Linked DNA regions of Nomascus leucogenys: region 1 is linked to region 2. The links are chromatin contacts, called in public Hi-C maps. All regions are on one chromosome and are shown on one strand. Each heading gives the region's core, a stretch centred on a gene start, on an enhancer-like site or on the middle of the called end of the contact. The rest is flanking DNA. Distances are from core to core; before and after follow the strand shown.

Evidence for each region. A called contact is a pair of places that touch in the nucleus more often than the background predicts.
Region 1: a contact with region 2 is called in a Hi-C map of a lymphoblastoid cell line, with 7 times the contacts expected there. The contact joins the enhancer-like site here to the promoter of SLC35E4 in region 2. A contact is called at or near these places in 4 of 4 Hi-C or Micro-C datasets (a lymphoblastoid cell line and an unstated tissue).

What each region holds. Positions count from the first base shown.
Region 1 is chr7b:57,996,506-58,002,097 of Asia_NLE_v1, forward strand. OSBP2 (oxysterol-binding protein 2) reads left to right here. Exons shown (of 16, transcript XM_030816115.1): 2 at 167-375. Among named protein-coding and RNA genes, the nearest start is that of OSBP2, 50 kb to the left of the region's middle. Within about 2 kb of position 3,011, the one cell type or tissue checked has an H3K27ac peak away from gene starts, as active enhancers do. A contact at or near this core is called in a lymphoblastoid cell line, where this site is marked.
Region 2 is chr7b:57,887,204-57,892,914 of Asia_NLE_v1, forward strand. SLC35E4 (solute carrier family 35 member E4) reads left to right here and starts at 1,702. Exons shown (of 5, transcript XR_004031003.1): 1 at 1,702-2,990.

The DNA.
Region 1 (5,592 bases), core at 1,761-4,260, 110 kb after region 2:
AAGCCACGACCAGGCAGTTCCAATAGGCATCATCTCCCAACTTTGACTCCAGGGCCTCTCCCAGCTCTGAAGGTCTAAGATTCTGAGGATTTGCCTGGAGGGTTTCTTTAGTCTGGAGCCATTGAGACTAGGAGCCTCACCCCATTCCTTCTCTTACATCCTACAGAAATCAGGGTGAAATGGCCCACACGTGCCGTGGAACCATCAACCTGTCCACCGCGCACATTGACACGGAGGACTCTTGTGGTATCTTGCTGACCAGTGGGGCCAGGAGCTACCACCTCAAGGCCAGCTCAGAGGTGGACCGGCAGCAGTGGATCACCGCCCTGGAGCTGGCCAAGGCCAAGGCTGTCCGCGTGATGAACACTCATTCAGGTAGTGAGCACTTGGGACAGCGGGTGTGTATATGGTGGTGTCATGAGTCTGGAGGAAGTGGGAATTGCAAGCGGCTGGTGGGCAGTGGTGGCCAAGAGACCCAGGCCAGCCTGGATCAATCTGGAAGGTCAAGGTGCGTGCATGTTCTGTGCATCGTCAGCAGTGAGAGGCTCAGCCATTCTGTCTGGCCAGCAGTTTTTGGTGGGCAGGAGCTGTGTGTGCCTTTCTTTGGGCTAGTCAGGACTTCAGCAGACCCTTCAGATGCTGCAGTGGGTCAGGTCCAGAAGCAGCAGTCAGTCTGTGCCTCAAGCCAGCCTTTTCCCCAGGTTCCCCCGTTGTGGAGAGTGAAACCATTTAGCCAGAGCTGCTGTCTTTGCCTATTAGGGAGGCCAGCTTAGATGTCCTGAGCAAGACATTTTGTTTCTTACTTTAATAAATTTATTTTATTTTTTGAGACAGAGTCTCACCCTGTTGCCCAGGCTGGAGTACAGTGGCATGATCTCGGCTCACTGCAACCTCTGCCTTCCATGTTCAAGCAATTATCCTGCCTTAGCCTCCCGAGTAGCTGGGATTATAGGCACACACCACCATGCCCCGCTAATTTTTGTATTTTTAATACAGACAGGGTTTCATCATGTTGGCCAGGCTGGTCTCAAACTCCTGACCTCAGGTCGTATGCCCACTTCGGCCTCCCGAAGTGCTGGGATTACAGGCGTGAGCCACCGCGCCCGGCCAATAAATTTATTTTTTAAATATGTAATGTTTGGCCGGGCACGGTGGCACATGCCTGTAATCCCAGCACTTGAGAGGCTGAGGCAGGCGGATCACGAGGTCAGGAGTTTGAGACCAGCCTAGCCAACATGGTGAAACCCTGTCTTTACTAAAGATACAAAAAATTAGCTGGGCGTGATGGTGCGTGCCTGTAATCCCAGCTACTCAGGAGGCTGAGGCAGGAGAATCGCTTGAACCTGGGAGGCAGAGGTTGCAGTAAGCCAAGATTGCACCAGGGTGAGACTCTGTCTCAAAAAAAAAAAGTAATGTTTTAACATGACTCATAAACCAACAGCTTCTAAAGCCTACGCAGTGAGGTCTTGTCTTTGACTTCTGGTTCCCAGTCACCCACCCCATTTTCCTACCCAGAGGCAACCAGAGATACTTGTATCTTTACATATATATTCAAATAGGTACTTATTTCAAAATAACTGCATTCACCGCCTTCTTTATTTTCCATTTAGCAATATGTCTTGGAAATTTTCACTGTCAATATGTAAAAAGCCTCCTCCTTGTTCTTATGACAATGTAGCATTTCACTGTATGGGTGGACCATAGTTTATTTAACCTATAGCTGGTTGATGAGCATGTGGGTTGTTTTCCTTATTTTGTTGTGACATACTGTGCTGCCATGAGTAACCTTACCAGTACTTCATTTCATGCACATATGAGTATAAATGAAATTTATGTTCCAGGAAGCCGGCTTGCTGGGTCAATGGGCGCATACATTTGTAATTCTTGAAAGTATCGTCAAACTGCCTTCCACAGGGTTTGTGCCATGGAATGTTAACAGGAGTGTGTGAGGACACACACCTCCCACAGCCCTGCCTGCCCAGAGCTACAGTAAATGTTTCTGATGGTTGAAAAATGTGTCTACACATGCAACTGTGATCCTTCTGAAGTCATTAGTGGAATGGTGTATTCCACAGACCTATGTGTTTGTCTGGGAGGCAGGGCTCCAGGTGAGAAGAGGGCACAGCCCCTGCTCTCCCGGACTATCTTGGAGACTGGGTGGGGAGATGGTGAGTCCTGTGGAAGGAGTTCCGGCATTCAGCAGGATGAGAGCTAGTGATGTTGGTCCTTATGCCCCATCCCTGTCTCCCATGTTGGGGTCTGTCTCCTAGCTCTAGGGTCTCAGTGAGTATTAAAGAGCACTGAAAACCAGTCTGGCTTTCTCTTTCGTCTCACTCATTTGGAGCATGGGTCACCTGCTTGGTAATTGTTCTCCCTGAGGTCAGCACTCATGTAGCTCTCATGTGTCAGCAATGATGCTGAGCTTGATGGGGGTCCCCCAGGTACCACTCCATCACCCAGTGAAGGAGGCAGGTGGGACCACCTCAGACATGGGCTGTGTTGGGACCCCCAGAAGGACCCGTGGCCTCCGTTTGTATGCCTGTGGGAAGCCACTGTGGCAAAAGCTGTGGCTGGTGGCACAGCTGGGCTCAGGGCACTCACACTGGCCAAGTGAGGATGCTCACTAGAGATCTAGCTTTCTCTTCCTGGTTTCGCTTTTCTGAGTATATATAAATGATAAATTGCTTTATTTTTTAGGAACTTCTTGAAAATAATGCAGCAGGTGGCAATCATGGGATTAGTCATCCTGGAACAGTTTTCGTATGACAGCCAATGTGAGGGGTTTTTGCAGTTGGCGGGGTGGGGGGTGGTGAGGGTGGGGAGTGGGGAAGTGCTTGTTAACTCAGCTGGGCAGTGCTAGAGATTGCTAGCCCAGACTTCATCTAGGGGAGACGGGGACCCCTGAGGGAGTAACCTTAGGCTCAGCTTCCTTCATTGTATGAGATGCAGCACATGTGCCAAGACGGCAGCCTTCTGGGCAAGGGCACAGAACAGAGACAAACATCCAGGTACCATTCAAGGTAGGATTCCTCTCCTGTTGGCTTTTTGCAACATGAATGAACCAGGTATGTGAAGGAAAAGCCTTCAGACGGCTACTCTGTGTTTATAGAAAGATTGGGACCACCTCATTATGTCTCGGAAGATAGCCCTTTGATGGCCTTCTGTTAAAGACAAGGTCCTCCTCTCTAAGCTCTCAGGCTGATGTCTGAGAGTTGTGGTTTGTTACTTTTTGCCTGTCTTGGAGTCAGCTTAGGGCAGCCTTGAATGAGAGAAGATGGCCTAATGTCGCTCTCCTTGGGCCTGGGTGATGGTGGCCATCTGGGTCAAGGACACAGATAGCACTTTAGGCAGGCCACTGTGGGTTATCCCGGGGCCTGTTTTATTTTCCTGAACTGAGAACCCTGTCTCATCCTGCTGGAAGCCTACTTCCTACTTCTACTTATCTCTTGAAATCACCTGCTACTCCCCAGCTCTTTTGCCATGCCCTAATCCAAGTACAGTCCCCTCCTACCTGGATGTCTATCAGGAGTTCGAGACCAGCCTGGCCAACATGGTGAAACCCCGTCTCTGCTAAAAATACAAAAATTAGCCGGGTGTGGTGGCGCATGCCTGTAGTCCCAGCTACTTGGGAGGCTGAGGCAGGATAATCGCTTGAACCTGAGAGGCAGAGGTTGCTGTGAGCTGAGATCAGGCGACTGCACTCCAGCCTGGGCAACAGAGTGAAACTCTGTCTCAAAACATACAAACAAACAAACAAACAAAAAATCAACTCTTAGGTGCTATAAACCAATTAGACTTAGCAGACATATACAAAACACTCCACTCAACAACAGCAGATTATAATTTCTTTCTTTTTTTTTTTTTTTTTTTTTTTTTTTGAGACAGAGTCTTGCTCTGTCCCCCAGGCTGGAGTGCAGTGGCGCAATCTCGGCTCAGTGCAAGCTCCGCCTCCCGGGTTCACGCCATTCTCCTGCCTCAGCCTCCTGAGTAGCTGGGACTACAGGCGCCCGCCAACACGCCCGGCTAATTTTTTTTTGTATTTTTAGTAGAGACGGGGTTTCACCGTGTTAGCCAGGATGGTCTCGATCTCCTGACCTCGTGATCCGCCCGCCTCAGCCTCCCAAAGTGCTGGGATTACAGGCTTGAGCCACCGCGCCCGGCCATAATTTCTTTTCAAGTACACATGGAACATTTTTCAGGATAGACCATATGTTAGGCCACAAAACAAGTGTCAATAAATTTAAAAAAAGATTGAGATTATATGAAGTATCTTTTCTGACCACAGTGGAATGAAGGTAGGAATCAATAACAGAGGTAACACTAGAAAATGCAGAAATACATGGAAGTTAAACAACATACTCTTAAACAGCTAGTGGATCAAAGATGAAATCACAAGGGAAATTCGAAAATACATTGAGATAAATGAAAACAAGAACACAATATACCAAAATTTTGGAATGCGCAAAAGCAGTGCCCAGAGAGAAATGTATAGCTCTATCTATTCCTCATTTATGTGGCAGAAAAAAATACAAAAAAAAATTATAGCTCTAAAAGTATATGTTAAAAAAGAAGGAAAATGAATCTCAAATGAAAAACCAAACTTTATACTGGAAGGAAGTAGGTAAAGAACAAACTAAACTCAAAGCTAGCAGAGGGAAGGAAACAATAAAGGTTAAAGTTGGGCTGGGCGTGGTGGCTCACGCCTGTAATCCCAACACTTTGGGAGGCCAAGGTGGGCGGATCACCTGAGGTCAGGAGTTTGAGACCAGCCTGGCCAACATGCTTAAACCCCATTTCTACTAAAAAAATTTAAAAATTAAATTAGCCAGATGTGGTAGCAGACGCCTGTAATCCCAGCCACTCGGGAGGCTGAGGCAGGAGAATCACTTGAACCAGGGAGGCAGAGGTTGCAGCGAGCTGAGATCATGCCACTGCACTCCAGCCTGGGCAACAGAGCGAGACTCTGTCTCAAAAAGAAAAAAAAAAAAGATTAGAGTTAGAGAATAGAAAAACCAATAGAGAGAATGAATGAAAGCAAAAGCTGGTTCTTTGAAAAGACTGACGTAATTGGTAAGCCTTTAGCTAGACTAAGAAAAAAAGAGAAGACTCGAATTACTGAAATCAGAAATGAAAGTGGGAACATTACTAATGACCTTACAGAAATGAAAAGGGTTATAAGAACAGGATGAAAAGGGTTATAATGAACAGTTTATGCCAACAAATTAGATAACCTGGATGCAAATGGACAAACTCTTAGAAACACTCAAATTATAAAAACTGAGTAAAGAAGAAATAAAATATCTTAACAGACCTACAATGAAGAGGTCATTGAATCTGTAATCAAAGATCTTGAAACTAAGGAAAGTCCAAGACCAGATGGCTTAATTGGGTGAATTCTACCAAACATTTAAAGAACTTGCAAGGCTGGGCCTGGTGGGTCACGTCTGTAATTCCAGCACTTTGGGAGGCCTAGGAGGGAGGATCAACTGAGCCCAGGAGTTTAACACTAACCTGGGCAACATAGTGAGACCCTTTCTTTACAAAAATTTGAAAAATGAAAACTAGCCAGGCATGATAGCACACACCTGTAGT
Region 2 (5,711 bases), core at 452-2,951:
GGCTGAGGTAGGAGAATCACATGAACCTGGGAGGCGGAGGTTGCAGTGAGCTGAGATCGTGCCATTGCACTCTAGCCTGGGCAACAAGAGCGAAACTCGGTCTTGGAAAACAAACAAAAAAACATGACAAAATCTCAAAGATAATTATAACCCTTAGGGGTCCCAGATTTCTCATCCTCAGGAAATGGCAAGGGGGTGTGGGAGAGGGGCCGCCCGCTTTGGCTGGCTTAGTTTCCTTTCCACAACCCTTTCTGGAGAAACCCTAAATGCCACCATTTTTTGGTCCTTGGCCTGGCAATTTCCCTATCTGCACCCCCTGCCTTGTCGCTTAGGCTATTCAGCAGAGATCTGCAGGCTCCAGCAGGCGTCGGACTTACAGAGGCAAATGTAACCATGTAACTTCCCAGGCCCACCCGATTCAGTAGGCCTCCTTTGAGGCTGGGGATTTTAAACCCGCGTCCCGTGATTGGGATGGGGATTGAGGGCTATATTCCGCGCCTGGCCACCAGAGGGCGCAGCGGGCTGGGCTCAGCGGTCTCCCTTTGAGATCTTGTGTCTCAAGACAGGTTGCTGTCGTCAAAGATTTGCTGGTTAGACAACAGGCAAGGGGTGAGCCGGGTCCTCTTGGGCAGGAGCCTAGTAGGAAGACCGACAACAGGAAAGAGGCTCACATCTGATACTGGGCACATGGCTGGGTCTTGGTCCTCGTGCTCCTGGACTTCAGAGCTCAGAGGGGCCAGGGCCTGGCCTGGCCTGGAATCTGGATGGACCTCTTCTGCCCTGGGGCGCGCCTTTTACCCAATCCTGAGCTCAGAGAGCGGCTGTCGTTCTGGTGGGAAAACCGAGACCCAGACAGGAACAAGGGCTCAGTGGCAACGCTCTGCCTCCCAGCCCAGGGCTCTGTCTTGCCAGGGCTGAGGCACGGGGTGGACCCCAGGAAGTTCTGCTATGAATCAGCTCCGAGTGCTCAGGGGACGGGACAGAGGCTGCTGACCGGGGAAGGATGCCGGCTGGCGGTACCTACTTCCGCAGTTGTGGGTAGCCCTGCCTAGTGATTCAGCTTCCTTCTGAGGGTCCCCGGGGGCACCGCCCTGGACTGGGAGGCGGGCGAGGATGCTGGGGCTACGGAGGGGCGATGGAGGTGCCTTAAGGGACCCCGTAATCCAGCTCTGCTGGATGCTGAGGTCCCACAAGATAATTGTGGCCAGAGATCAGGTGGGCGTAAGACTGGTCCTAGGATGGGGGCTGTGGGCCCCTCCTCACTACCCTGCTTCTTGAAGATAGCCTGGGCGGCTGTGCGGGATACCCCAGTGTCTCCAGCAATGCGCGTTGATCTCCATGGGGAGCTCGCCTTGGCGCTGGGTAGGGAGAGACCTGGTCCCCCCTGGCGGCGAAGAGAGGCTGACCACGCCAGCTCGCGGGGGGTGCTCTACTGGGCAGATGCGCAGGCCCCGGGCGGAGGAGGGCTGATGGGGGAATGCCAGGCCGATGGGGGAGGGGCTGTGAGCGGGAGGCGTTGGGGCTGGGCGAGACCTCCCTCCCGGGTCTGGGGGCGGGGCCTGGCCTGGGGCGGGGCCTGGCGGGGGTGCTCAGCCCAATTTTCCGTGTAGGGAGCGGGCGGCGGCGGCGGAGGCAGAGGCGGAGGCGGAGCCAAGAGCGCACCGCCGCGCCCGCCGAGCCGGGCCTGAGCTGGAGCCGGGCGTGAGTCGCAGAAGGAGCCGCAGCCGGAGTCACAGCCGCAGCCAGAGCCGCAGCCAAAGCCTCAGAGAGCAGGAGTTGGAGCTCAGGCCCTGCTGGAACCGCGCCTAGCTCGCCGCCAGGCACCGGCCGGAGCACGGGCCGTGGTGTCAGCTCACTGCCCGGGCACTGTGGGAGGCAGCAAGCCCGCGATCCCCCGGGCCGGGCACCACAAGGCGCGGAGCCCGGATCGCCCCCCTGCCAGGCCTCGTCACGGCCAGAGCACGCAGGAGTTCCCAGGGTCTGGATCTGCGCGCACCCTAATGACCTGGGGACTGAAGAGAAAAAAGGAACGAGGATTTCATCTAAAAGCATAACGTGGGCACTAGGCGAGGAGGAGAGTGAAGACCACCTGGCACGGGGCAGAGGTGCCTGGAGCCCACGCTTGAGCATCGGAGACCCTGGCATCCTAGCAGCCGCGACCTTGGCTCTGCCCTGTCTTAGCTGGAAACACAGCTTAGCTCCTAGACATCGCTGGCACAGGCCTGGCACAAGTAAGCAGTGTTCTCACCTGTCTGAAACGGGACACGGGGTCGGAGGAACCAGGATCTAGCCTGGCCCCAAGCGGAACTCTCTGGTGGCCCAGAGGTGGTCACTGGGGAGCCCGCCTCCTGCCCTAGCCCCACTGGTGCGGATGTGCCGCTGCCCGCCGGAGCACCATGATGGCAGGATGACCTCAGCCGAAGTAGCAGCAGCAGCTGGTGGTGCTCGGGCGGCTGGGCCCCCCGAGTGGCCCCCTGGCAGCCCTCAGGCCCTCCGGCAGCCTGGCCGGGCCCGGGTGGCCATGGCAGCACTGGTGTGGCTGCTGGCGGGAGCCAGCATGTCAAGCCTCAACAAATGGATCTTCACAGTGCACGGCTTTGGGCGGCCCCTACTGCTGTCGGCCCTGCACATGCTGGTGGCAGCTCTGGCATGCCACCGGGGGGCACGGCGCCCCATGCCAGGCGGCACTCGCTGCCGAATCCTACTGCTCAGTCTCACCTTCGGCACTTCCATGGCCTGTGGCAACGTGGGCCTAAGGGCTGTGCCCCTGGACCTGGCACAACTGGTCACTACCACCACGCCTCTGTTCACCCTGGCCCTGTCGGCACTGCTGCTGGGCCGCCGCCACCACCCGCTGCAGTTGGCCGCCATGGGCCCGCTCTGCCTGGGGGCCGCCTGCAGCCTGGCTGGAGAGTTCCGGACACCCCCCACCGGCTGTGGCTTCCTGCTCGCAGCCACCTGCCTCCGCGGACTCAAGTCGGTTCAGCAAAGTAAGTGCCTGGGTGGCCAACTGAGAAGGTGGGGGTCTGGGTGGGTGCATGGCCTGGATGGCCCTGTGAGGGGTATGGTTGTTGTCCCATTTTACAGATGAGGAAACTGAGGTTCATGGCTGTGGAGGAAGCAGAACTGAGGCTCAGAGAGGGCCAACAGTTCAGTGAGTTCCAGGCCCCAAACTCAGGCTCTGGAGGCCCAACTCCTGTTTATTTGTTTATTTACTTATTTAGACAGGGTCTGGCTCTGTCGCCCAGGCTGGAGTGCAGTGGTGAGATAGCTCACTACAGCCTCCGCATCCTAGGTTCAAGTGATTCTTCTGCCTCAGCCTCCCAAGTAAGTGGGACTACAGGTGCGCATCACCACGTTAAGCTAATTTTTGTATTTTTAGTAGAGACGGCATTTTACCATGTTGGCCAGGCTTGTCTTGAACCCCTGACCTCCCCAGGTGCTAGGATTTCAGGTGTGAGCCACCGCACCTGGCCAGCTAATTTTTTTTTTTTTTTGTATAGACACAGGGTCTTGCTATGTTGCCCAGGTGGGTCTTGAACTCCTGGCCTCAGCGATCTTCCCACCTCAGCTTCCTGAAGTTCTGGAATTACAAACCAGTATTTAGTGATAGCCAGTGATCTACGCTTTGACTAGCCCTTTATCTCACTGTATTGTTCCCATTTGATAGATGAAGAGGCTTGCCCTGGGCCGCGTGGCCAGTGAGCAGCAGAGGCAAAATCTGAACCCAGATAGTCAGACTCCATGCTTCCAAGAGATGTGGCCTAAGGCTTTGGGCCCAGAGGAAAGCCAGAAAGCATGGGCCAGGGAGAGAAAAGGAGGGTAAAGCCTTGAGCTGGGATTTGGAAGGTCAGGGGTCAGGCCTAAGTCTGGGGAGGGCTGATGTTTACTGGGAGCTACAGTGTGACAGGCTTGGTGCTGAGTGTTGACCTTGAGTTGTCATGGCAACCACCAACTTTATCCCCATTTTACAGATGATGGGACTAAGACCCAGAGAAGTTCATGATTTGACAGGCCGGGCATGGCATCTCATGCCTGTAATCCCAGCACTTTGGGAGGCTCAGGCGGGAGGACTCTTGAGGCCAGGAGTTCGAGACCACCCTGGCCAACATGGTGAAACGCTGTATCTATTAAAAATACAAAAATTGGGGCCAGGCGCAGTGCCTCATGCCTGTAATTCCAGCACTTTGGGAGGCTGAGGTGGGTAGATCACGAGGTCAGGAGTTCAAGAACAGACTAACCAAGATGGTGAAACCTCATCTCTACTAAAAATACAAAAAAATTAACTGGGCGCCATGGCAGGCATCTGTAATCCAGCTACTCGGGAGGCTGAGGCAGAAGAATAGCTTGAACCCGGGCCGCAGAGGTTGCAGTGAGCTGAGATTGCCCCACTGCACTCCAGCCTAGGTGACAGAGTGAGACTCCAACTCAAAAAAAAAAAAAAAAAAAAAAAAATGGGCCAGGCGTGGTGGCTCACAGCTGTAATCCCAGCACTTTGGGAGGCCGAGGCCGGTGGATCACCTGAGGTCAGGAGTTCGAGACCAGCCTAGCTAACATGGGGAAACCCTGTCTCTACTGAAAATACAAAAATTAGCTGAGCGTGATGGTGGGCACCTGTAATCCCAGCTACTCAGAAGGCTGAGGAGAGAGAATCGCTTGAACCCAGGAGGCGGAGGTTGCAGTGAGCTGAGATCACGCTATTGCACTCCAGCCTGGGTAACAAGAGCGAAACTCCGTCTCAAAAAAAAAAAAAAATTAGCCGGGCCTGGTGGTGTGCACCTGTAATCCCAGCTACTGGGGAGGCTGAGGCGTAAGAATTGCTTGAACCTGGGAGAAGGAGGTTGCAGTGAGCTGAGGTCACGCCACTGCACTCCAGCCTGGGCGACAGAATGAGACTCTGTCTCAAAAAAACGAAAGAAGTTCGGCCCAGCATGGTGGCTGACACCTGTAATCCCAGCACTTTGGGAGGCCGAGGTGTATTGGGGGAAATTCAGCCAGATATCAGGTGAAATTCACCCCCGATATTTCACGTAGATTTTTTTCTATATTACCTAAGTGTTGGCCTGTCTCAGAAATAAAGGGACAGAGTACAAAAGAGAGAAATTTTAAAGCTGGGTGTCCGGGGGAGATATCACATGTCGGCAGGTTCTGTGATGCCCCCTGAACCGTAAAAGGAGCAAGTTTTTATTAGTGATTTTCAAAAGGGGAGGGAGTGTACGAATAGGGTGTGGGTCACAGAGATCACGTGCTTCACAAGGTAATAGAATATCACAAGGCAAATGGAGGCAGGGTGAGATCACAGGACCACAGGACCGGGGCGAAATTAAAATTGCTAATGAAGTTTTGGGCGTGCATTGTCATTGATAACATCTTATCAGGAGACAGGGTTTGAGAGCAGACAACCGGTCTGACCAAAATTTATTAGGTGGGAATTTCCTCGTCCTAATCAACCTGGGAGCGCTATGGGAGACTGGGGCTTATTTCATCCCTATAGCTTTGACCATAAAAGATGGCTGCCTCCTGAAACGGCCATTTTAGAGGCCTACCCTCCAGGACGCATTCTCTTTCTCAGGGATGTTCCTTGCTGAGAAAAAGAATTCAGCAATATTGCTCCCATTTGCTTTTGAAAGAAAAGAAATATTGCTCTGTTCCGCCTGGCTCATCGGTGGTCAGAGTTTAAGGTTATTTCTCTTGTTCCCTGAACATTGCTG